2 separate regions of the Mus musculus genome follow, and region 1 is linked to region 2. The links are chromatin contacts, called in public HiChIP or PLAC-seq maps. All regions are on one chromosome and are shown on one strand. Each heading gives the region's core, a stretch centred on a gene start, on an enhancer-like site or on the middle of the called end of the contact. The rest is flanking DNA. Distances are from core to core; before and after follow the strand shown.

The links. HiChIP or PLAC-seq counts read pairs in DNA pulled down with a chosen protein or histone mark.
Region 1: an H3K4me3 HiChIP or PLAC-seq map of bone marrow-derived macrophages shows a contact between it and region 2, with 2.5 times the contacts expected there. The contact joins the promoter of Hrh1 here to the enhancer-like site in region 2. A contact is called at or near these places in 2 of 39 promoter capture datasets (hippocampal neurons and second pharyngeal arch cranial neural crest), 23 of 484 Hi-C or Micro-C datasets (the C2C12 cell line, adipose-derived mesenchymal stem cells, bone marrow-derived macrophages and 16 more), 7 of 115 datasets of contacts at active chromatin or transcription factors (T-cell acute lymphoblastic leukemia, bone marrow-derived macrophages, embryonic midbrain and 3 more) and 3 of 9 other capture datasets (adipose tissue, macrophages and pancreatic islet).

What each region holds. Positions count from the first base shown.
Region 1 is chr6:114,395,509-114,401,024 of GRCm38.p6, reverse strand. Hrh1 (histamine receptor H1) reads right to left here and starts at 3,089. Exons shown (of 2, transcript NM_001317125.1): 1 at 3,027-3,089. Gm38875 (a long non-coding RNA gene) reads left to right here and starts at 3,274. Exons shown (of 3, transcript XR_869365.2): 1 at 3,274-3,372.
Region 2 is chr6:114,362,618-114,368,133 of GRCm38.p6, reverse strand. All of the region lies in intron 2 of Gm38875 (a long non-coding RNA gene), which reads left to right. Among named protein-coding and RNA genes, the nearest start is that of Gm38875, 32 kb to the left of the region's middle. Within about 2 kb of position 3,258, at least 16 of the 459 cell types and tissues checked have an H3K27ac peak or open chromatin away from gene starts, as enhancers often do. A contact at or near this core is called in adipose tissue, bone marrow-derived macrophages, conventional dendritic cells and 1 more, where this site is marked.

The DNA of each region.
Region 1 (5,516 bases), core at 1,840-4,339, 33 kb before region 2:
AAGCGTCTTGGATCAGGAGCAGTTACAGCTAATGCCCAGCCTGAATGCTAATGAGAGTTATTTACAATTGCATGTAATTCTTTGCCATTTATACGCTCCAGCCGCTCCCCCCACTCTTCCCGTCCTTTCTTTGCCTGTCTATCTGAGTTAATCTTGAGAAACAGACACTGGTAAGGATGATTCATGGCCATTTCACAGATGAGGATACTGGAGTCCACGGTTATTCAGGTCTCAGGGACGAAAATGAGTTTCGACCTTCAGTATGCTTCCCTGGGAGGGAGAGCCTGCAGAACTCTTTATGCTTTCTCCTTGCTCGGAAGGCATGTGGTATCCCCACAGCCAGCCGCACGCACCCAGAGGCAGTGGCTGGTGTCCTCTGTTGGGACAGCTGTGGCCAGATCTTGTGAAATAGACCAATAGACCTCACACATGCCCTTTAACCCTGTGACTGTCAACTCGTGCCTCTTCCTTGGAGAACCCAAGCAATGACCACACAGTTCAAGTCCAGGCTGAGAGACAGGAAACAACTTCTCGGCCCTCCAATCCAAGACTCCCCAAGTCCACCCCAGCCTGACCACATCCGTTTAGAAAACATGTGTTTGAATACCGCCCCGGATCCATACCACACAGGAGCACAGAACTGAGCCTGCCAGGAGAAGGAGACAGGTCTGGGTGGCAGTGAGAATGACAGCAATGTCTGGAGCGTCCCCGGGGCCTGGCCCTGAGGTGGCTGGCTGAGGAGTCCTCTACCTGTTAGAATTAGAGGCTACAAGAAGGACCTTTTTACCATATACAACATCTAACTAGATCTGCCCCATTTTTACAGCTGAGAAAGCCATGAGGCTTGGGGCTAGAGATGTAGCTCAGTGGCCGAGTATTTGTCTAGCACGAACAAGGCTCCCCAGGTGGATTCCCAGCATCACAGAACAAAACCAACACAGCAAGGGGTGCACAATGTCCAGGAGCTCAGAGGCTTGCCTCGCTGGGTCTGTCAGTGTCACAGTGACAACTGCTGCTACTACTTTGGTGAATTACAAGGTATCTTTGCAGTGCTGTATCAATGTGGCATGGTTAATTCCTCCACCCCCGCGCAGGGAAGAAGGAACCATGAACATCTCCAATCAAAACATGGGGAAACAGATATATGTCAACGGCGCATAAGAGACAGCATGATGACCGGACCCAGAAATGTACCTTCAACCTCTCCGCCATGCCTTGGTACTGAGGAAAAGCCACGGTGCCTCTGCCAGGCGTTCCTTGACTATAGAAAGGAGTGTAGGCAGGAGAGTTCACTCACAAATGCCTCCCCACAACCCTCAGCTCAGGGCTGGGGACCCCGTGCAGGCCACGACTGCCCAGTGTTGGGGGAGGGGTGCTAGGATCGTGGCAGGCAGCACGGCTCTGAAATCATAAATGGGGAATACCCAGGTTTTGCGGGTCTTTGACATATTTCAAAACAGCATCAGTCAAACCCTGTCTTCCACCAGGAGCAACGTTCTGGGGGCAGCTAGGTGGCCCTGATGGAAGGTCCAGCAAGTCCTGAGATACAGCAGGGTATCAACATGGGCGGAGCAGGGATTCCTAGAAAGCTACTCAATGACAGCAACCCACCCAGAGCCCCATCGGAGGCAGAAGCAGGGATGCTGCGGACCCTGTTGCCTAGCATCCCTCTATTGTTTGTCTCCACCGCTGCCAGCCACAGCACAGAAGGACCTGAGGTTCCATCCGCCTCTTGAGTCTCACTGATAATTTAAGATACAGGCAAGATTGGTTGGTACTCAATCCACTCCACCACGGACCAGCTGGGCAACTCTAAGCAATCTATTGAACCTCTCTGAGTGTCCACCTATCGCTCAATAACGGTACCTTGCATGGCTGCTGTATAAACTATGTTAATCCATAACCATCTCATAACCATGGGGGGGGGGGCTCTTTCTCTGTCTCCAAGGATTGCCGGTGGCCTTCAGGCCCCCAAGAGTGTCGGATCTCCACCTACTCTCTCCTTTTTGTTCCAGTAACACACTTCACCCCTGGTTCAGGGTCCTGCCCTTCCTCCTCCCCACCCCCCACCCCCCAATAACAGAACGCGCTCTCAGAGCAGTCAGCCTGGGGATCTTCCAGTTCCCTCAGCTCCATTCCGTCTGGAGGTGGGAGCCCCCTGTCGGAGGAGAGCCACCCTGCCTGGAGCAACCCTGTGTCTCCATCGCCCAGGCTAGCAAGCGCCTCAAAGGTGGCTTCTGTAAAGATCAGTTGTGCTCTGATTCAAGACTCTAACTTTCAGAGCAACACGGCGTAAATTGCAGAATTTGGTATCCCCTAACGCTCTCTGGGAAAAGGCAGCCCTCAAGGATCTTCTCTGCCATCAGAACACACCCTGGCCACAGTATCAAGTCTTCTGGCTCGGCCAGGAAACGACGATAAAGCCGGCTAGGAAAGGAGGGAGCGCTGGCTCAGACGCTTCTCATACCCAGACACCTGGTTTGGGTTCCACCTAGCTAAGAAGCTTGGATTCATCCAATTCAGTCTCAAGGCTGTTCTCTAAGAGACAACTTTCCCTCCCCAAGCCTCAGTTTCCTCCTCTGTAAAGTGGGTATACTAGTAGTACCTGGGTCCCGGAGATTCAGAAGGATTTGAGATAGTGGATGTCCGGAGCTTGGCACGGAGATCGCACCTCAACCCAGAGTCTGCGTCCACGGTTAGCATCAAAGCCAAACCCTGAGGAATCTCGGGGAGCCGTTGAGGAGGCCCCCTGGCCCAGAAATCGGAGGCGGACTCTAACCGGTGAGCCCGGCCCCAGCTCCGGGAAGCCACAGGTGTTTGTGCTTACGGGCATAGCAGCCACAGCTCCGATACCCTGCCCAGGCCGCTAGAGCATCCGGCGCGCCCACCTCGTGCGGCCACCTGCGGGATGTCCCCACCGCCCTGCGGGGGCGCGGAACTCAGAGCTGGGCGTGCGCGCATCCTTGCCCTCCTCCCGCCGCCCGCCACCGGGTTCCCGCCCCTGCCCGCGCTGCGCTCCGACTCACCCGCGCCAGCTCCGGGGAAAGTTTGGCGGCGGCGGCCAGACTGCTCGGTGCGGTGGCGGAGGCGGCCGCGGGGGTGGCGGGAGCACGCGGAGGCGGCCTCGGGGGAGGAGCCGCTGAGAGGCCCGCCCACCAGCAGCCCCAGGGCACCCTCCCCCGCCCATCTTCTACCGCCGCGCCCCGCATCTGTGGCGGAGCCCTGAGCTTGGCAAGAAGCCAAGGATGGATCGGAAGCCTGGCGACAGCCCTCCGACACTGCCACCGCATGCTAACCCGGGGACACGCAGAGCCACAGACCAGACCTCAGATAAGGAGGAGCTGACAGGATTCTTCGCAAATTCAACCGCAGGTGGACCAAGGGACTAGTTGGGTTTTTGTTTTGTTTTGTTTTGTTTTGTTTGGGTTTTGTTTTGGTTTTTTGTTTTTTAAATTAGTGACACTGATTGATCCGGATCACCAAGACTCGGGAGGTTTAGAACCGCACAACCACTGTTTCTCTAGATCCTGAAGAATGAATGCGCTCTCGCCCTCTCCCTCCCTCTTTCCCTCCTTCCCTCCTGTCCTCATCCTGCAAGTGCTATGCTGAAACTCAGGGCCTTGCGCTGAGCTATCCCGACCTTGTTCAACTCTCACTGTACCATTACACTTAGGAACCTGTGCCGGCTAAGAGGAGAAGGCGAGAGTGTGTTTTTGTGTGTGTGTGTGTGTGTGTGTGTGTGTGTGTGTGTGTGTTGGGGAAACTTAAGGAACTGTTTTTTTGTTTTTTGGGTTTTGTTTTTCTGAGCTAGGAGAGGGCGTTTCTCCTTCTTTGCTAGGGAAAACCCTTTTAACATTCAATTGTGGCTTCAGATGGCAACAGTCAGGGAAGGGAGAACAACTGAGGAAGGGAAGTGGCTCCTCTTTGCTATGACACCGTGCCCCCTAGAAGGGGCTCATCCTCCCGCAGTGGTATGTAGTTGTGGGAATGCAGGCCCAGCCCTGTGTGGCTCAGTTCCAGACTTGTATGGATGTCTTAGTCCCCTCCTCGTAGCCCTGATTTAAATCTCAAACTACACCAGAAAAAAGAAGCAGTCATCAGCCCTATTTATAGATGATGGGCAGGTTTTGTAGCTTCTACCATGTCCTCACCGAGAACTGCACTTCTAGCCTACCCAGCCCAAGTCCAAAGGCCAAAGTTTTTAACACAGAGGGGCGGAGGACAAGTTAATGATGTCTTTTACACAAAGGGCTTACTTGGTAAGCACCTCGATATAGCCCTTGACCTTGAGCCTGTCTGTGCCTGCCTGGAAGGTGGGACTCCAGACTCATTTGAAATGCCCTTAGGAACCCAGGCAACAGGTGGCTGAATTCAGGTCAGCTGGCAGACCTGGGTGCCAACCCTGCCAGACCCTGACCCTCTTTGACCTGTACCTCCAGAGACCAAGGAGCCCAGGAATCCACAGCACGTTCTACTTCCAGTTGCTACTCTAGGGCCTCCATATTTACACTTTGTGGGACTAATGCACTGTTTGGAACTGAAGGAGTGACCAGGATCGCACCTGTTATAAACTGTAAGGCAAGATATTTCCTCTTCACAGCTGTGGAGTTTACAGGAGTTGGGGCGTATGGCAGAGAGCCTTGGAAATCATCTCTCTTCTTCCTGAAAGTCAGCAGCGCCCGATAACTTGGAATTCTGCTTGAGAAGGTTTCACTTCCTAAGGCCTATTATGGTCTTGTTCTACCCATGGGATTTTTAGAAAAATCAGCATTTTAGAAACAGTGTATCAGGCATTATTTGAAGCTTCTGTTGTTTTTTGGGTTTTGTGTTTTGTTTATTTTGTTGTCATTTTGTGACTGACAGAGCATAGGGTAACCTGGGCCATGTCTAGCTGAAGTCAGCCAACTACCAAGAGGTAGGTAGCAAGTGAAAAAACAAGGCTAGTCCTCTTGTCCTCCTGTCCTCCTGTCCTTCCATCCAGTGGAGGCTCTTCCCTGAGAGGAGTCAACTTGCCTGCTTCTCAGAGCAGCTCAAAGGGAGGCTCTGTCTTCATCTGGTTTGCAAATGAGAAAACTGAGTGTTCTTGATTGGCCAAGCCTGAGTCACATGCTGATGGCTGGTCTAGTCAACTGCTCTTCAGACACTTAAGATTAAAAGAGGGCAAGAGATGGCTCCCCAGATTCAGGTGTGATGAGCAGAATGTGGCATTGGATCTGGGGATTGCAGGAGTCCCCTCTCTCCAGAACTGTTTTTGGGATTGGGTCAGTGTGTGTGTGTGTGTGTGTGTGTGTGTGTGTCTGTGTGTCTGTGTGTGTGTGTGTCTGTGTGTCTGTGTGTGTGTGTGTGGTGTGTGTCTGTGTGTGTGTCTGTGTGTGTCTGTGTGTGTGTGTGTGGTGTGTGTCTGTGTGTGTGTATCTGTGTGTGTGTTTGTGTGTGTATGTAGGTCAGGGCAGCCTTTGGCACTGGTAGGTGCTCAGTAACTGAGTGACCTCCCTTCCTTCCTCTTCTGGAAAACA
Region 2 (5,516 bases), core at 2,009-4,508:
TCAAAATTAAAAGCTTTAGTGTAATTTTAATTAGGGCTAGCAGGCTATGGGTGCTGGGTGCAAGAATGATGCTATCTCAAGAGAATATGGCTGATCAAACTTTTTTTATTTATGTGATTTCCTGTTATGAACATATCCCATCTATGGTGAGAAAGACACACATGGACAGTGTGAAATCCAGGGGAAATTTAAGCTGAAATGCTACCACATGGAATGCATCGTGACTGCCGTCTCCATGGCCACAGAACTCCTGGAGAGGATGCATCCTCTTATAGTCGGCAGCTGCTGGCTGGAGGTGTTGGCTCAGCAACAGACTCCTGCTATGGCGCTTCGCTGTCACGTCAGAAGTGCACAGGAGTTAATTTCCACTCAGTCCTGGTTTTAAAGTGTGTGTGTGTGTGTGTGTGTGTGTGTGTGTGTGTGTGTGTGTGTTCCAGTGCCCAAGGAGGTCAGAAGAGGCCATCAGTGAAGCTGGTCTTAAAGGAGCTTGTGGGCTGCCTGACGTGGGTGCTGGAGACAGAACTCAGTCTTCTAGAAGGGCAGTGAACTCTTAGCCTCGGCATCATCTCTCTAACTCCCAATCATTCACTTTTAAGAGAAAGATGGTTTTTAGAATATTACAATATTTTCAAGTGGAAAAGTGGTTAGCAAAAAATAAAAAAATTAGAGACTGGCTGAATGCATGGTGATGCTACATGACTGGCTGAGATCTGGGGGAGTTCCAGGCCAGCCAGAGTAACATAGGAAGAAACTGCTAAAAGAGAAAAGAAGGAAGGAAGGAAGGAAGGAAGGAAGGAAGGAAGGAAGGAAGGAAGGAAGGAAGGAAGGAAGGAAGGAAGGAAGGGAAAGTGAAGAGAAGAAATGAGCTCATGTCAACCTTATAACAAAGAGAGCAACAACACAGGTGTCCATCAACCAAGAATGGATGGGCACACTGTGGTAGATAGAGCTGTACAATGAGGTAGCACTCCAATAAAAGCCAGACTGTGTAGACCCAGTGTGTGTGAATCTATTTGCATGCAGAAGGACAAGTACATCTAATTCATGGTGATAGACATCAGAACAGTGACAGCCTAAGGGACTTATCTGGAAAGGCACAGAGACGCATCACAGGGTGACAGAAACATCCCATGTTCCCAGAACGGTGTTGATAACCTCTGTCAAAGATCAACATTTGCACACCCAGGACCCCTGCAGGTCACTTGTAAGATTTGCTTTCATTTATGAGAGACGGATGAGAGACTAGAGGGTGCATGTGTGCAGAGAAGAGCCATGCATTCAGGGCTAGAGAGTCTATGGCCTGGGGGCTAGAGAGAAGGCTTGCTGGTTAAAAGCACTGGCTGCTCTTGCAGAGAATCCCCCAATTCAGATCCCAGCACCATATGGTGGCTCACAACTCCTGTAACTCCGGTTGCAGAGGATCTGATATCTTCTTCTAACTTCCAAAAGTACCAAACATGCACATGTATATCTGGGCACATAGATTATGCAGGTAGAACACTCATATACCTAAAACAAAGCAATCTATTCATTTCAGGGGGCCAGATGATGAGCAGGTGGGGTGGGCATAGGACTCTGGCTCTGCCTTTGTTTGTGTTTATTGCCCCCCGTGTGCCTCCTAGGCAGACCAAGTAAGGCTTCTGGGAAATCTCATTTAAAGTGTCAGCCATGTCTGCCTGTGGCCACTCCAGGATTTCCGACCATGACATAAAGTCCTAGCAAGGACAATGACTCACCGTGGGGGGGTAGAGCCAAGGGGAGCTGAGGCTACAGCCAGGCCAGTGGAGGCAGGATGAAAGGACACAAAGATCTGAATTTTGGGAACAGACCAAACCAAAGACATTCAATGTAAGCTCAGTTAACTCTTCTGTAAAATGACGTGGGGGTTGTTTGGGGACATCAGGTCATGCCCCTTATGGAAGGCGAGGTGAACTGGCAGGCTAGGGAGGGTCTGAGCAAAACAGGGAGTCATCTGGGTGTAAATCTGGCCTTGGTGTGATCTCTTAGGGGCTGTAGAATTGCTTATGCAACACGGAGGTGCTCCTGCTTCAGCTGAGATGGGCCAGAGTTCCATACTCCCATCTCAGCCATTAGCCCTAGAGTCTGGGGGTTTCTGTTCTGAACAACTCTCCAGAAATAAGGAGTCTGGGCAGTTGTGAATTCTTAGCAGCCAATGAACAGGTAGTTGAAGTGTGGGTGCCTAACTTACTCTGAGTGGAAAAGACCCCCTACCAGAGCTTTTGTGACATGGAGCAGGTCATGAGGAAGTGTTACCTGTGTTTTGGCTGCATAAGGAAAAGCACCCCATCCCAAAGGAAAGTACACCCAACTATTGTAGAGTGGAATCACCGGCCATAAGCTATGGCTGAAGTTCTCAACAGCCAGAAGCTGGCAAGGGCCGTGCCCTGGTGCCTGCATGAGAAAGCTGGGCTTGCCTGGAGAGGGGAGGGAGTAGTGAAAAGGGCCCTTTAGGCTCTTAGACCCTGGAAACCTGCTGCCTGCTCCTGCCAATTTCCCATAACATCTGCTTCCAGATGTTTCCACACACTGACCCTGAGTCAGCTTTGTGTCTCATGGGTCCACCAGTCTCATATTCCCACTCTGTCCTTCTCTGTTTTTTTGTCATGTACACTTAGAAGTATGAATGCTGACCCTGGATATGCCAGGATCTGCTCAACCCAGAGCTCCTCTGAGAGCGCTTTCTAGAAACATCGAGCTGGTCCTGTGCCTGGATCGTTCCCATCCTCATGGAAGGAAAGACAGTAGACTTCTGGGCTGGTTAGTTTTTTTGTCAACTTGACACAAGCGAAGGTCATCTAAGAAACTGCCTCCAACGGATGGTCAAATGGCAAAGCTGGCAGGCACTTTCCTTTTCTTTTCTTTTTTTTTCTTGTTTTTAATAAAGGCTTACTTTTATTTATTTGTATAAGTGTTTAGCTGCATTTTTGTATGTATACCATGTATGTGTAGTGTCTGTGGAGGCCAGAAGATCCCTTGGACAGCTGTGAGCTGCTGTGTGAGCTGCTGGGACCCAAATCCAGGCTCTCTGCAAGAGCAGCCGGTGCTATTAATAGTTACACTATCTCCCCCATTTCTTGATTATTGACTGATGTGGGTGAGCCCAGCCCATATTGTGCCATGATGCCCCTGGGCAGGTGGTCTTGGGTTATATATGAAAGAAGGCTGAGCAAGCCAATAAACAGCATTCTTCCTCATTCTCATCTGTTTCGGTTCCTGCCTTGGCTTCCCTTCATGACAGACCACAAAAGATTAAATAAACTCCTTTTCTCATGTTCCTTTTGGTCATGGTGCTTACCACGCGATAGAAATCTAACTAGAATCAGATGGACCTCGCTTTGACTCCAGCTCTGTCATCTGCTAGCTGTGGGATCCTGCTCAAGTTGTTATCCATCTCTGGCTGCTAGCTTCCTCTTCCTTAAAACACGCTTACCCTAACACCTCTGTTCAGAATGGGTAAGGGGAGAAGTAAGAGCTTTATCACATTTTGTGTCTTGCAGTATGTGGTAGACATTTCCTATAAGCAGACCCCTTCCTGTCTCCTGAAAGAGACCTGACGCCCCTAAGGGGCAGCTTGCATGGATTCACCATGGTACCAGGCCACTCATCCTGTCTGCCTGGACTTGGGGGTTTTCTTCAGTTCTGGGTGCCTTGTCCTGCAGGCTTCTGTTTCCTGTCCGAGTCACTACCCTTCAAAGGCTCAATTGTCTGTTGTCTTCAGAAACCTCGCTCTCATGGGCACCTGATCACACTTTCCGAGCAGAAGAACGGTTTCACTAAGTTTTTGCCAGGAACTGGTCTTTTGTTCATAGCCCAGAGAAGTTGACAAGTGTGGTCGGGCGTCACCAGTGTGGTCTTCAAAAGGACTAGTTCTGGAAAGAAGGTGGGACTCAGTCTGAAAGTGATGGACAAATGATGCCAGATGACTCCCAGGGGCCACAGGCTGAGCAGAGCCTGAGATCAGACACATCAGACACTAGACATATCCACCTATTCCGTTAAGGACTCCTACTGTGCCAAGAAAGGCAGGGTTGGTGACAGGGCTGCCAAAACCAGATAACAGTTCTCACAGCTGGGGTGGGCATGGGGGGCAGCTACCAACTGTGTCCCCCATTTCCACTCATGGTGCTGTCTGATTCCACGAGACCCAAACAGATTTCTTAGCCCCCATCCTGGAAATGGCGCTATTTTCCAAAGCACAGCCACACCAAGAACGGCACTTATCATGCCAGATCGGGTCATTTTTCCTCCTCTAGAAACATGATTATTCCCAAGAGGTATCGTGGCTAATTGTTTTGTAAAAACTTGCTGTTAGCAGCTTCCTCGTGATTTCCATTATATTCACAGTTTTAGAAGCAACGCACATGAGGTAACCATTTACATGTTAAGATATACTGTGTTCACAGTGTATAATGGATTATAATGTGAATATGATAAAGGACTGATGAAGGATATTAAATGTTTAATTTTACTTTCGGGATAGCATTTGAAATGTAAATGAAGAAAATATCTAATAAAAAATTGAAGAAAAAAAAGAGAGACTGGAGGCCCCAGGGAGTTTAGAGGTCAGGAGGGGTTGGGGCGGGGGCATCCACATGGAGACAGGGTGGTGTGGGGAAGAGGTGTGGGGTGTGGAGCAGATGGAGGGTGGATGGGAGGGGGCGGGAATGGATTATGGAGTGTGAAAAAATATATTAAAAGTAAAATAAAATTTAAAAAAATAGAAAAAATAAATAAATGTTTAATTTATTGTATCCTCAGAGGCCAGAAGAAGGTCCTGAAGATAGGTGCAGGGAATCAAACCCAGGTCCTCTGGAAATGCAATCAGCTCTTAACCAGTAATCTGGCTCTCTGGTTTCCAGTTTAATTAAATCTTCCCTGTTTACAACCCTGCAAACTCTACCTGCATCAAGGGCTACATCATTTCCACCATACCCAAAAGGCCCCTGGCTATTGATTAATAGCCCAAATCCCACCCTCCCTACCACAAAGTTAACACCACCCCCAGTTTGCCACCAGAGCTGGGTTCTGCCCAGTTTTAAACTTCATATAATGAAACCGTGTATGGTCTGCAGTCTCATTCAGTTAACATAATAGTCCATACGAGTTGCGTTATCTATTGTCATTCTGTTATATGACCACTTCTTGCTAAATGGTTTCCAGGGGACAAACAAAAGCTGATTGTTTTAAGCAGGAAAGTCATGGAGCATGCTAGATTTCAAGGAGTAGAATATGAAGGGTGAGGGATGGCAAGAGGGTTTAGAACATGAAGGTGCTTGCTGCCAACCCTGACAGCCTGAGTTTGATCCCCAGGACTCACAGTAGAAAGAGAAAAGCTACTGTTACAAGTTATCCTCTGACCTCTACATGTGTACTGTGTCGTGCATGTATACACACATGTGCACACGCACACACAAGCACTCTAACTAATGAAATAAGTAAATGGATTTAGAGTTGAATGGGAGGAAATTTAGAGATCATGCTCAGCTTCCTCAATT